Regions from separate parts of the Oryzias latipes genome. Here region 2 is linked to region 1. Evidence: chromatin contacts called from public Hi-C data. All regions are on one chromosome and are shown on one strand. The core of a region is the stretch at or near the end of the contact, and the rest is flanking DNA. Distances in the headings are between cores, read along the strand shown.

Region 1 (7,122 bases), core at 3,565-6,064:
ATATAATTATGATTGGTCTAAAATTGGGTCAAGTTCTCAGATAAGTCCTTGAATATATGCTCAAAAATGTCAGATATAACAGTTTTGTTTTTTACAATTCTGCTTTGGGTTTGATTAATCATTCATTCAAAGCTTTTGGTTCACACATTAATACAAGGACGCCCATTGTTTCATGCAAAAAGCTCCTGGGTAAATCAATGAGCAGAAACATCAAAACCACTAAAAGAGTTAAGAGGAATAATAATTTTGATCTCTGAGGGATGATGCTTTTCATCAATGGAGTTTTCCACAGCTGGTATAGTTGGGTTTGTGGTAAAATCAGCAGGTTTTGGAGAAGGACGACTGGCCGAAGGTTGTTCGGTTGGATGGACAACATTTCAAAGGTTTTGGCATGCAAAAGTGCTTTATTACAACATTAAAACAGATTTATCAAGTTAAACCAGGCAGAGAGATCATTTCTTGATGCTTTAATAAACTCTGATATCAATCATAGTTACATTTATTTCTGTTGTCTTTAATGGCATACTGCAAAAACTGAATCTGAGAGACTTGTTTCAAAATTTTATTTTTGTTAAAATCAGAATTCTTGGTGAGACCATTTTTTATCCCATTGATTATTTGCGTATTGCGTAATAAAATAATTTTTTTTTCAACTTTATGAATTTCTTACTTAATTCTAGCGGTCCTGTTTTTGCAGTGCATGTTTTTATTTTAAATCAACCATGCTTGCTTCCTTATACATTTGTTTAAAATGAGCGACAGATTTCTTTTATTTATTTATTTCAAATTACAACCTCAACTGAACCGCTCACGTCTTCACTGTAACCAGGTGAGTCCGACTGTTCTCAATTTATACTGGCTGGTGAGAAGAGATCTGTTAATGCTGTTCATAACCCCTTTTAGATGAAACTATTCCAGCTTTGTGAACTGTGCAAGAATATCTACACAAAACTGTTGCACATAAACCTTTTATGGGCAGAAAGAAATCAGCAGGTTGCTGTGGAGCTGTTGCAAAAACAATTTCTCGGTAATCTTGATAAATGCTTGAAGATGTGTTATAACTAGTTCCAGGCAGAGAGAACTCAAAAACCCACAAATTTGTTGCAATGAAGCATGTATGTAATGTAGACACTTAAAGCTGTTTTGATCAGATATCAATCAGTGATGGCTGGACTTTGTTAGGGTCAGAGCTATGAGGCACTTCTCTACAAATTGCCTTTTCTTTTTATTATTAACAAGAAACTAGCTTATTAAAGCTACTTTAAATCTAGAAAAATAGGTAAATAACCAAATTTGTCTCATATTCTTCTCTAATTGTGAAATGTACTACTGATGCTGAGAGATATTGGAACAAGTATAAAGTATTTTTTTTCAAACAATAAAAGCAAGTAAGCAATCCAACCCTGATCCAGAGAGATTATCGTTCTTCATTGACAATATGAAATCCAAATAGAAACTGGGACTGTGGCTCTAGCAAATATGGTGGAGAAACTTTTGCTACGCTCCTGCCACCTTGTGTTCAGTTTTTAACCAAGTATCAGTTTACTACTTAACCCTTTTGCTATCCTAGGCACTTTAACATTGGGAGTTGGGTCATCTAGACCCACTAGACAGTGCGCTGAACCTTTTTTCTTCAATGATTTGTGATCTTCACTGGTGTCCATGGATTACATGAAATCTTTCCACCTTTATCACGGTAGGGAGAACACGTCAATGGTCATCTTGACCCGATAGGATAACACAAGAGTTATAAAATCATCCTGAGCTTACCTTTATTAGAGGGGAAAACAAAAATGGAACTTTTGGCACATGGTTGGTGTGAAGAAAACTATAACTAAATGTTAGGTAGGATGACTTTTTTAAAGGTTAATCCATGTGAAAAACAGGAGAACTAACAACAGCTTTAAGAAAATTGTAAAAAGTCAACTTCTCTTAAAAAGAAAATCATCAAAAAAAGCAAAATTTCTTTTAGCATAGACTTAAATGATGCATCCTCATTTACATAAAGGAGATTGCAGCAAATATTTAAGTAATGTTAATAGCATACTGTTTTCAGACCTTTATAAAATTCATTACGTGGATTATAATATTCAATGAATTTTTTCATTTATTATCCATTTTGTATGATCAAAAGCTTTACAAATAAAACTGACAGTTTAATTAAATGTGTTTATTGTATAAAAAGTCTACAGAGACAAAATAAATTTAACATTTTGAATTCTTACCACAAGAGAAAAACAAACACAAAAAACCCACCCAATTAAACAAAGCTATAACTTTGTTAGAGAATTGCAATCAGAAGGGTAAAAAATAAAAAAGGAAACAGAAAAAAAACATTTCTTCAAAATAATTCACTGGATAATTTATTATCTACTGAACAAAAAAGTCTGGTATGACCCTTTATATTTCTTTAATTCCAAATAAGAGAAATAGGAGTGAGATGCTGCAGGTTTTTCAATTTAGAGAAAATGTTAACTGCACTCAAAAAGAATCATAAAACAATTTTAGAAAATAGTTTTGTAACTAACTGGTGACAAAAAAAAGAGTTAATAAAAGCTCCACCCCAGTAATGCACATTCACTACACCTAAACAAAATGTCTCAATTGTTAAGAAAAACAACAACATTCTATTTCAAATGGATTTGACTGATGATATCAGATTGAAATAAATGGTATTCATAGAAGATTTATTCCTTCTCTGTTCATCTCCAAGTCCTAGATCTCTTTGGACACTGCCTGCTTTTTGTTGATCATCAGGGAATAAATTCAGTCCTGTATGAAGTCCAATCAAAACACTCAGACTTGGTCTAAAAAGTATTGCGAGCTTCTGTGCTCCGCTGTTGCTGCGCCAGCTTCCCATAGCCTCCTCTGGCAGGATCGTAGTCCTGCCTGTACTCATCTCTCACCTACACAAAAACAGAGACAACAATCAAACATTTTCATAGACGTATGTACTTTGTGACGCAAACTGCATCAACAAACACTTTTGGACTTTTCACAGACACTTTAACCATATCTCACCTGTCCTCCAGACTTTCCTCGCCCGTACTGCCGGCCCTCTTTGAAGCCAGCATCCCAATCTGTCCTGATGATGCGATCATCCAGCCGTGTGCCATTAACGAAGCGCATGGCGTTTTCTGCATCTCCTCGTGTGTAATATCTGGCACGCCAGCAGTTAAATCCTTTCTAACAAAAGCTTCAGTCGGCTTGGGCTGCACTGGGATGTTACTGTCGGCTTCTTAATAAGTTTGATAGATTTCATGCAAAACAATTTCTACATTTAAACAGTTCTAAGGTATGTAATAAAACTAAGTTTGTACTCTGTAACCACAAGCAAAAACACTTTAGAGTGAACATTAACAGAATACCTACTATAACTGTAGTTAAGGTTTAAATTACTATACTCGCTGTGTGTTTTACAAACTCATTAGAGCCTAAATGGTGTAAATGTAGATACCTATGGAGCTTTGCCAAAATGATGAAGAAAAGTAACTGCCACAACACAAATCATGAGGTCTTAATTATTTAAAAGATGACAAAAATATTTATCAAATAATGTAAGTCATATGTTATTTAGGGAGATGGAATCACAAAATGTACATTTTTACCTTTGCATAGAAGATAAATCATCCATGTCTGGTTGTTCAAAAGGATACTCTACAAAGCAGAAGCCACAGGCAGTTTTTTTGACTTTATCAAGGCCGATGATGATCCTCTTAACATCTCCGCATTTAGCAAACAACTCATGAACCTGTTAAAAAGTCACCAAAGGAAAGAAATTAATTTTAAAAAAAAAAGACTTAAGACGTGAAAAAAAAAAAAAAAAAATTGACCTAATTATTTCATTACCAGGACTGGAGATCATAACTTCACATCAGTCTGAAGCAGAGTTGAAGAATCTCACCTGCTCCTCAGTGGTGTAGAAGGACAGATTCCCCACATACAAAGTGTTGCTCTGTTTCAGCAGCTTCTCCTGTTCATAACGGTTCCCCTAATACCGAACAAGCAATGAAAAATTGTCAACACTTGACAATTAATAGACATTTGGCACGAAAAAAATACAACACCTTTTTATTTCACCTCCTTTATTTCTTTAAGCTATAAATCAACCTGTGTAAGGCATTTTAAAAGTGGAAGGTTAAAATAAATAAATCTAATCTATAAATTTATTGCCCATTCGAAATGTTAACTATAGATTTTATTTTCTTGGGTCTTCTTGTGCTGCTGCCTCTTGTTGTCCACGTAGCACCCTTTTTTTATTTTTAAATATTTTTAAGATTCATTTATAAAAGGTTCTATATCTTCTAAAGCTTGATTTGAATTAAAGTAAAATTATGCATCCATCAAAACAACGAAAATAACGAACGAAACAGAAAAATAATTGTTTCAGTGTAGCAAAAGCTTTATTATTTTTATATTGAATTTGGACTAAGAAACAGCAATGCAAGCAATTAAAACGCGGTGTAATTAAGAGAATAACATGTTTGTTTTGTAACTTTACTAAAGCGATTGACAAGGAGCAAAATTATTGGTGCAATCAATTTAATTTTAAAATGAAGCATAACCGCGCTTTTGTTTTCACATGTTTTGCTAGCTTGATGGGTCTAAAACAACTCATATGACTTCTACGTTCATTTCTCACTTACCTTAAAATGTTGGTCCCTATACTGACTAACTTCAATGTAAGAATCGCTGTGTAAAGCGTTTAATTTAACAGACATTATGATGCAAACGGTCAAAAAGCCGCGTAACTGCTAACCAGTGTTAGCGTGAGAGGTATCAGTTCCGGTTGTGCGCTCGTTTATTGACTCCGGGTGGATATTTGACCTGGACATCTGACAGTCTTTGTTGTTGGAAACATAATTTTAAATACGATGAGTTATTGGTGATGCTCTTTTTCTACTCATGCTTTTAACTTTGTGATTAAAGGAAATATCTTTAACTTTGTTTTTCCTGTTATTGATAGATTTATTGCTTTCTTCTTTTGGGCGTTTTGTTCAGTTTTGCCTGGGTTATAGTTGTCACGTTTGTTCAAAGTTTGAAATAAATAAAAGCTCAAGCCTCATAAAAATTGGCGAGGAACTTAAAAAAAAGTATTTTCTGTTGTATGAAGATGGCACTTACAAAAGTCTATTTTTAGGTTAGTATATGTTGCCAATTACAAAAATGTAAAAACCTTATATTTCAAATGTTTGGATATCTTTCTTCTTTAAAATAAAATCACCAGCTTTTAAATCTGAATTGATATTTGCTTTACAGGTTTTTCTTTACTCTTTTAGAAAATATTGTAAAGTTTCTGAGATTCATTCAGAAACCTTTATGCAAAGCTATTCCATCTCAAGGGCACACAGAATTGCACCATCTTTGCATAGTATTGCACTGCAATACTCCAGCTGCAGACTATATGTGAAACGTGGAACCATGCTATTGGCTGCAGCCTGATTACAACAGTTTATTCTGTTCTGTCTTACTTTTTTCACATTTTTTTTAAATGTACATTAGATAAATGTTAGTATTTAAAACTGTTACTCATCCTTCTTGACTTTAACAGTTCTACTATATGCAAAATGCCTACTAACTGTCCAGAAGAGAAAACTTTTAGTCTTGTGCACAGATTTATCACATCTGTTTCTTGCTTTTGACTTCTGACACATTTAAACATTCAAAGTTCAAAAATTAATACATTGCAAAAAAAAAAAGAAAAAAGAAACAATTTAAACACAGGGTGGCATTTTATTTTTTGGAACAAAGTGAACACAAATGTTCCCCCCTAATCTGTTCCACTGATTCACTTTCATTGATTTAATGTAAATTTAACTACCTAAACAAATCAGAAATGTATTAGAGTTTGCATCAAAGAAATAAGAAATTAAGAATAACGTTGCTCAAAAGCAGGACAGTTCTTTAGAAAAGATGAACCCAGCTGCTGGCTGACAGTTTGCTACATAGCAAGTCCAAAACATGATCAGCTCATAATAAAGAGTTGTGGTTCTGCTGAGAAGTCTTGACTTGTATGTCAGTTTCCATCATGGTCTCCTTAATGCAACAGCAGCACCTGGAACCGGAAGACAAAACCAGAATAAATGAAAACAGTGGAAGACATGACAGGTGTTATAGTGTTATGGATGTGGGACCAAACATGTTCAAATAAATAAATAAAAACCTCACAGGTTTCTTATAATATTGTTCTAAGAGTAATCAAAGACCACCAGACAGTCAAGCTAATAATCCCACCTGCTACATCCTGTCAAAGTTCCCTTCCTTCTCGTCATCAAAGCTCAGATCTCCTCTCGATGCTGAGCAGCTCCACCTCAAAGATGAGCGTTGCTCCCCCGGGAATCTTCGGAGGAGCTCCCCGGTCTCCGTAGCCCAGCTCGGCGGGGATGACCAGCTTCCTCTTTTCCCCCTCGCACATCCCCAGCAGGCCCTGGTCCCAGCCTTTGATCACTTGCCCGGTGCCCAGGGTGAAGGTGAAGGGTCTGTCGCGGGGAATGCTGCTGTCGAACTCGGTGCCGTCCTCCAGTTTTCCGGTGTAGTGCATGTTCAGCACGTCTCCCTTTCGGGACTTGATGGGGCAGTTGTCCACGCGCTTCTTGATGCCAATCTGCAGCTTTTTCTTGTCGGCTCCGTTCACTGCGGCGGGACTCAGAGACAGCGCCGCAACCGCAACTAACCACAGCGCCCGCATAACTTATTGTTGATAAGCGAAAATTTGTAGTAAAGAATCAACTTTCAAATTTAACGAAGTACTTGGTGAGGAAAAAACCCCGACTAAAACAGAATGGTTTAGAAAGCGCATGCGCGAATGGGGGCGGAAGTACTTCTTCTTCTTCTTGTAGTTTAAATAGCGGGAGGCACCAACGTCAGGGTGCATTACCGCCACATACTGTATTGGAGTATGGGTCGGAGTTGGGGACTGCCTGATTCTGGTTCTGCTAAAAAAAAAAAAAAACTATAATTGCACCATTAAAATTTTCTTCCCCTCCCAAAAGCTTCTTTAAATTCAGCCGTTCACCCTCTGGCACCCGTGCTCTATTCTCCAGCTGTCTACTTGCTTCCCTATACAATTCGCAATGACACAAAACGTGCTCCACTGATTCTTCGCCTTTCCCGCACTCACAG
Region 2 (7,723 bases), core at 3,049-5,548, 140 kb before region 1:
GATTAGACTCTAAATTTAGTTCCTTGTTCCCCTTTTCACAGATTCCTGAGCTAGGACTACACATAGGCAGAGCATTAATTACATTTAAATTCTGTTGGCTGAACTATTGTAGGGGAAGACGTATTGACAGATCTTTCTCTACTCAGAGGATACAATAGTAGGTATTTTTCTCAAGATACACATTTTCACAGCTGCTTTTTGTTAGAAGTGCAAAAAAGTATGATTTCAACAAGGCAGAAAGATGGTGATATTGTTGCACTGATGTTGGTTTAAGCTACTTTCAATCAGCTGTAAATGTCGTTTTCCTGTAAATGTCATTTTGTTATGAGAAATATATAAAACTAACTCACAGCAAATCTTCTCCCACAGCTTTCGTTTCCACAGCAACCGCAGCAGTCATTGTTCTTCAGACCCAGGAAAACCAGAGCTGGGAATATCATCTGGCATTCACACATACATAAAAAGTCAGTAGGTGGCTGTGTATGTTTTCTTTGGTGTCTCTAAGAAAAGTGAATTACCACTTTTAAACTGGTGAAATATTTTAGCTAAAAGATGCAAACATACCCCAGCATGTAATAAAGATACTGTAAAACCACCAAAGCGCACAATAATTTAAAAATTCTTATACCTGTCTATATTTAAACTGCAAATGTAAAAAAAAAAAAAAAGTTCTAGAGATATAGATTTTTTTTACATGTTTTTTTATTTTTAGAAAAGTGTTTTTCTAAATGACCTGTTCAGGGTGTGACCTGCCTTCGCCCAACATTAGCCAGGAAAGAGTCCGCCAGCCCCGTGACCCCAAAAAGGGTACAGCGGGCAAAGAAAATGGATGAATGGATGCTTTTCTAAATACCATTTAAAAAAAATCTAATAACCTTGTAATTTGACATTTTAAGGTTTTTTCACATCAATAATATACAAAACCTGCGAAAATGCTTTTATGATGTAATGATAGTTTGCAGGGATCTTAAATCATGCATTTATTTTATTTTATATCCTTTCTTTTATTTATATTGTTATTATTTAATTTATTTATTTTAAATATTTATTATCAATTTTAGTTGTAAGTTCATGAATTACTGTTTGGGCTATTGGTAAAACAAAATGAGATGGTAGGTCAAAGTTTGACTTTGACGATGAAAAAAAAAACATTTAGATGCAATTAGGTGTGAAATAAAAATCTGAACTTTTTGGTTATTTTCCTGAATAGTTCTTTTTTTATAAATAAATTGTGACTAGGAAATTAAATGAGAAATTTAAATGGAAAAAATGGAAAATTTAAGAAAATAAAAAATTGAAGTTAGGATAAAATTCATATTGTAAAATAAAAGATTAAGAGGAAAAACATGTCAGATATTTCCATCCATCCATCTTCGGATGGCTGAATCTCTTTCATGGAGCTGTGTTAGATATTTGAGATTATAAATTAATATTTTGACTTAACTTCCAGGATTTTGAGATTTTAAAAGAAATACTGAGAATTTCAAAAAGGTTTTTTAGAATATTTACAAAATAAATGCATACTATTAAAGCACTTACCAGTACTCCTGATCCCAGAATCCCTCCAAAGTACCAGACCTGTTTGGAGATGTGCTCACTCTCAACGATCTTTCCATCCGGGAAGAAAAGCAGAATGTTGCACAACACGCACACAATTGCCAAAGGGAGCAGGCTGATGCCTAGACATTTGGCAAATCCTCCAGAACACATCCTAAATTTAATTTTTTGACTGCCTCTGAAGTAACAGCTGCTGATCTTCAAAAAAAACTGGTCTTTTTGCAGTCTGGACTTTCAGATATGAGCACGTCCACGGTTTTCTATTCCAGGTGAAGTTGGTTGAGTCCTATGATTTTACCTCTGACCGCCACTTTAAAAGACTTCCATATATCTGAAGGATGGTGTGTGGTTCACCTGTACTGTATCTGAGGATGGACACTGCCCAATTCAAGCTTTTATACTTCCTCCGCCTTGCTCTAAGTGAGCTAATAGTTCCTCTGTTACATCAGCCAGCTGTATATGGCAAGATCTCCCACATCCACACAAAGTGCAAACACACAGACATGCTCTTATGACTACATGTAAAACACACAAAGAGCCATTAATGAAGGAATATATTGCTGTGTGCTCACAAAGACACAACAGTGAAGGGACAGTGGCCACAAAGGTTAATGTTCTACCATGGATTTAGTGCAAATGGCAACAGACAAGGAAGAGACAGGCAGCTGGTCGATAAGCAGGGTCTTTGTAGCTGGGGTACCCCGACCAAAGATGTTGTATGTCAGAGGAAAGACTATTGGACAGGTATGTCAGTGTAGATTCTCAGTCAGCCAGGTCACGATAAAATGAAAAGCTCTAAAAAATGAAAAATAAAAAAACTCAATTGGACAGGTACTGTATGTACAAAACACAAAAATGTGCTGAAAAATGTGGCAAAAGTGAGCACATTGTACAGTCAAAAACCAATTATCACAATCTCCATTTGAAAGTAATCAGCCAAGTAAATAGTTAGCTTATCAAAATTTGACTGATAATTAAAGAGTCCATCAAAAACATCTGGTTTTACAAAGTATTCTAAAAACGTTTTTTCTTTGTGACACTCACTGCACGTTTCTGAATATGTTTATCGTTGTGTTATTTTAAAGTTAAAAATTTTAAACTCAAAATCTTAAAAAGCTTTCAAACTATTTAGTAGGGGTGTAACTATTATTATTATTATTATTTTAACTTTTCCTTTCCAACAGCTGGGCGTACAGATGAAAGCTGAAGGCCTCTTGTGTTGGACATATTTTACTTTAACAACTGGGGTTATGAATCTTCTGACAAACTAGAGGTATGTCTGAACCTTTTGTAATCAAGGCCAAACTTAATTCATTTTGATCATATTTGAAAACCTTTGGTGTTGGACCGGACGTAAAGGGAAAGAAGGGAAGAAGAGAGATTGATGTTAGAGAGGGGGGGATATGAGGGTGATTATAGAAGGGGGGGTAAAAGCATGAAGCAACATAAAGCAACAAGTTGCTGGATGGTTATAATCATTACAGTGAGGTTCAGATGTAATACAAGTCTATAAGGGCGGGGCCTGTCCACACACACACTCAAATGGTATAAACACACCTGTTGGCTCCAAAAACGTCCACTTGTCAACATGTACACAACACAAATAATGTTCACACACGCATACCTATGCCTTCAAACCAGCTAGTTTGAAATATTTCATTCAATCACCCAAAGTATTTGTACAAAGGTGAGCTAACACCTGTGGTCGAGTGAGTGTTTATGTTCTTCTGAAGTAGATGATGGAATGTGAAAAGAAGGAGGGAGAGTGCCCAGCCATCCCCACACCAAGACCCCCGCCGCAGCAGCAGCGGCAGCCAGAACCCCTCTACAATTATTTTTAACATTGATTCAATTTATATCATACATTTGTAGATGATACAATTGATGATACAATTGATACAATTAATTTTTAACAATCCAATTCGATCCGATTCAATGAGCTAAGATTGATCCAGGACAGTGTATTTAGGAGTGTGACTCAGAGATAATTACTTACTGAACAGTGCTGGTGAAGTTTTCCAGATTCCTTGTATTTCTTGCAAGACACAATCAACTGTAAATTATATATGTGTACAAACATACAAGAATTAATGGAAAATCCGTTCAAATTTTAGTTTCATAAAGTTCTGCACAATGTTGTTTTTCCACATCAAAATTATACAAATGGAACATTATTAGATCATTTTACCACACTGTATGGTGACATGTCTTTGCAAAATGCAAAAATCCAAATGGCATTTTCCAAGATCAATATAATATGATTTTAGAATAGTACAGCTCAATTCGATTAACAGCTTGCCTCAGACAGATTGAACTGGTTGGAATGTAGGAATATAAATTGATTAAGTCGGTTAATCGTTACACCTACCATTTACTTAAATTCATGTTGAATTATGGTTGACAAAAAATACTTATTAATGCTCAGCTGAGGTAAAATCAATGGAAAGATTTTTTTTAAAACGGTGCCATGAGCTGTTTTTATAGGAGATGTAATATTTTTATTCAACATTTTCATCAACTGCAACCAAGAAAGTAGGTATTACAATATCCCTTATCGAATGGAGTTTATTTCTTTCTTTCTTTCTTTCTTTTTATTCTTTATTATTTAATAAAGCTGTTTTCATAGATTTTTCTTACACATGGATCTGTGGCTGAAAATTGGCTGATCGATGTTTTCTGTGATCTACTTTTTTTCCCTGAGGGCTGTCAGTGATTGGCCTAGAAATATGAATCTGGGCCAATCCAGAAAATCCATACCAGATTAATCGATCAGAGTTGAAAGTCTACAGCGAACTGAGTCGTTTTCCCCGTCATTTTGCTGTTTTACTTCCACGTTTTACTTTTTGTTACAGCGGAATGGACACCGAGTTTACTTTCAACTCTCGTCGCTCCCCGGTGGTCTGTTTACACGGCTGTGTAGCAACCAGCCAACCTTTAGCCTCGACGGTGGGACTGGGTGAGTCAAAGTAACCATGGAAACTTGCAAAGGCAAAGTTCAACAAATGTCCAGTCGTCACCAACAACAATTACCCTTTTAAAACCATTTTACTTTTACATTTAAACCTTATTGTTTGAAGTACACTAGATGGTTAATTATTTATAGAAAAGTTTTTTTTATATGATATTTAGATGAAACTAAAAAATACACAAATATTATTTAATTTTCCGCGTATTTCAATTCAATAAGGACCTATTTGGCTCAAATTATTTCCTATATAGTAGAATAACTGAAAGAGGTGTTTATACTATATTATTGCTGTCTGTGTGATATTTGACTTCAGTCATTTGTGTGTTTTTGTGTGCAGATATCCTAAAGCGTGGTGGCAATGCTGCAGATGCTGCAGTTGCCATAGCAGCAGCCCTTGCAGTAACTGAGCCCTGCAGCACTGGCCTCGGTGGTGATGCTTTCTGCTTGTTCTACAGCGCAGACACTGGAGAAATTCAAGGGATCAATGGCAGGTGGACACCCCCCTGTCACTCATGCTACACCTGTTCTTGCAGAACTCTTATCCAAGCCTTTCTCTGTGTACGCAGTGGCCGAACAGCTCGCGCTCAGACTCTGGACTTCATGGAAAGTCGTGGCTTCTCTACAGAATCTCCTCCCTCTGTGTTTGATGCTTTGAATGTTACGGTACCAGGTGCCGCTGCATGCTGGTGTGACACCAAAGAGTTATTTGGAAGCCAAAAGGTTGGCCTGTTTGTGTTTCTTCTTTGTTCACATCTATTTTTCTTTTAGTGGATCATTTATTTTAGTTTTTGGCAAAACAAAGGTTTATTCAGTATAAATGTTTACAAGTGCAGTTGAGTTAAGAAAATTTTCCATCCGGGACCGGGTCACAGGGGCAGCAGTCTAAGCATAGATGCCCAGACTTTGTTCTCCTCGGCCACATCCTCCAGTTCCTCTGCGGGGACCCAAAAGGCGTTCCCAGGCCAGCAGAGAGATGTAGTCTCTCCAGAGAGGACACTCTCTTTAACTGTACAGCGATGTAATGTTTTTGTCAGTTAATTAAAAAAAATTAGTTCATTTAATTCTTACCATTCTATAGATTTACTATTTGTTTTTATTTTTGCCAGTAAAACTATGTCTAGCAGATTTTCTTTCATGTGAATTATTTTCTGGGTAATCCACTTCACTGAACTTTTCTGTTTTTAATCCTCTACCTGCACAATAATCATATTAGCTTTATTTGCCCCATTGTACATGAATTTTTAAATCTTTTTTTTGTAATGTTTTGGAATTCTTACAAATAAATAAAGTACTTTTTTGTGCTTGTAGAAAGTTTTAAACTCTTTTAAAACATGTCCTAATTTCCCGTGACACAGTGATTCTCCCATCCAGCTCATTGGCGTTTCCTGTAATTGACATGTGTTTCCTCTGTTTCCTTCTGTAGCTGTCCTTGCAAGAGATCCTAAGTGGAGCAGTGGAGCTGGCAGAGCTGGGGTTTCCTGTTGCTGAGGTTACAGCTCACCACTGGGCGGACAATGTGGCTGCTCTGAGGGATGCTGGGAAGAAACTCGGAGATGACTTACTAATTGACGGTCATGCACCTAAAAGTGGACAAGTATTCAAAAACCCAGCTCTGGCTAGAACTCTCAAGGTAAATCTTTAAAAATAAGAAAAAAGAATGAGGTAAATATAAGATGTCATGATATTAGGAGCATTGAATTAATTTTAATGACTTTTTTTCTCAGATACTACTTAAAACCTTGATTTAGTGTTTGGAGACTGGATTTATCCATTAAAGTACATCATTATTTAACTTGCAAAGTCAGCTTTTTTTTGGCAAATTGTTTTACATACTAAAGTTGACGAACACTCAAGCTAAGAATAACATTACCAAGATATTTTCCTTAAATTTACTATACATTTACTTTTTAAATAATAAGTCTCCAAACCACTGTATTGGCTTGTAAATTTGGCAAGTGCATCCTCGGAGGCTTCCATCATTTATCTCAGCCTTTTTTTATTTATTTGCAAAAAATAAATTAATAACGTATTTAACCAATATACTTTTAATTACCTGCTGTGTTTTAAAAAAAATCATTTATGGTGATTTAAAAAGCAGGTTATTCTCAACCATTAAAATGAATTGCTTGTCAGCTATGTCATCATCTTTCACATTTGCAGTGGTTGCACAGACCGGTGTTTCCCAAGCCTGCTCCTGAAGTAACCCTGTCCCGGATGTTTTATTTGTAGTCCTTATCTAACAAACCTGGCTGAAATACATGTGACTCATTCTCAGGTCTCTGTAGAGTTGATGAGCTGAGTCAGGTGTGTCAGGCTAAACCCAACGGTAAAACATGCAACGTTTTTTCTAGTTCTAATCCATTTATTACCTTTCGGGGTCACGGGCGAAGGCAGGGAACACCCTGGACAGGTCGCCAGTCTGTCGCAGGGCCACAATCTTAAACCCATGCACTCTCACATTCACATCTATGGACAATTTAGACAGTGGGAGGAAGCCGGAGTCCCCGGAGAGAACCCACGCATGCACAGGGTGAACATGCAAACTCCACACAGAAAGGTCCCCCATTGATGTTCTGTTTCAGGTCCCCCAGCCAGGATTTGAACCAGGGGCCTTCTTGCTGTGCTAACCACCGTGCAGCCAATCTGGAAAATACTGTACTATTTATAAAGCATGTCGTTTTTTCTTAAAAAGTCTAACACGACGGCCAGTAAACATGTCACTATTGCTAGGTCTTTAACTAGTTTTATTCCAACTCTTCCTGTCTGTGATGGTTCAGTAAAACCATGGCTGAGTCAATGTGTGTGTCCAAGTGGGTTTTTGTGTGCTTCTCTCACCACTGTAAAATTGATTGATTATTTCTTTTTCTGAAATTTCTCTGCTGTTCGAAATGGAGAACTGCAGGAAATCCCTCAAGACGGCCCTCCATACACAGTCACACACACGTGCACACACGGTCATGTTCATAAAACTGCAGAAACAATGGCAATGACCTCAGCTTCATAACACTTGGTCATTCTTCAGCGATTACATAAAGTCATTTCCTTAACTATGCATTCACACCCATGTATGAGTCACTTGATAACGTTTAGTAAATGTAAACCCACACGCAAGCCTCTCAGAAATGTCAATGAAATTGCACAAGCAAAACACAAATCCAACCATTCATCCATCCTTCTCGCGCTCATCTGGAGCCGAGT

What was found. Hi-C and Micro-C count contacts between places; a contact is called where the count stands out from the background.
Region 2: a contact with region 1 is called in a Hi-C map of embryo, with 2.9 times the contacts expected there. The contact joins the promoter of LOC101171819 here to the promoter of ncbp2 in region 1. A contact is called at or near these places in 2 of 5 Hi-C or Micro-C datasets (embryo and fibroblasts).

What each region holds. Positions count from the first base shown.
Region 1 is chr4:17,993,050-18,000,171 of ASM223467v1, reverse strand. ncbp2 (nuclear cap-binding protein subunit 2) reads right to left here and starts at 4,814. Exons shown (of 5, transcript XM_004068041.4): 1 at 4,647-4,814; 2 at 3,905-3,991; 3 at 3,657-3,751; 4 at 3,022-3,160; 5 at 2,153-2,906. The coding sequence starts at 4,721. The coding sequence ends at 2,808. fkbp2 (peptidyl-prolyl cis-trans isomerase FKBP2) reads right to left here and starts at 6,821. Exons shown (of 2, transcript XM_004068040.4): 1 at 6,235-6,821; 2 at 5,714-6,055. The coding sequence starts at 6,688. The coding sequence ends at 6,272.
Region 2 is chr4:18,136,222-18,143,944 of ASM223467v1, reverse strand. It overlaps LOC101171819, which reads left to right and starts at 4,298. Exons shown (of 12, transcript XM_023954351.1): 1 at 4,298-4,513; 2 at 4,863-5,016; 3 at 5,092-5,245; 4 at 5,949-6,155. The coding sequence starts at 4,414. It overlaps tm4sf4 (transmembrane 4 L6 family member 4), which reads right to left and starts at 1,944. Exons shown (of 5, transcript XM_004068043.4): 1 at 1,540-1,944; 2 at 351-440. The coding sequence starts at 1,710.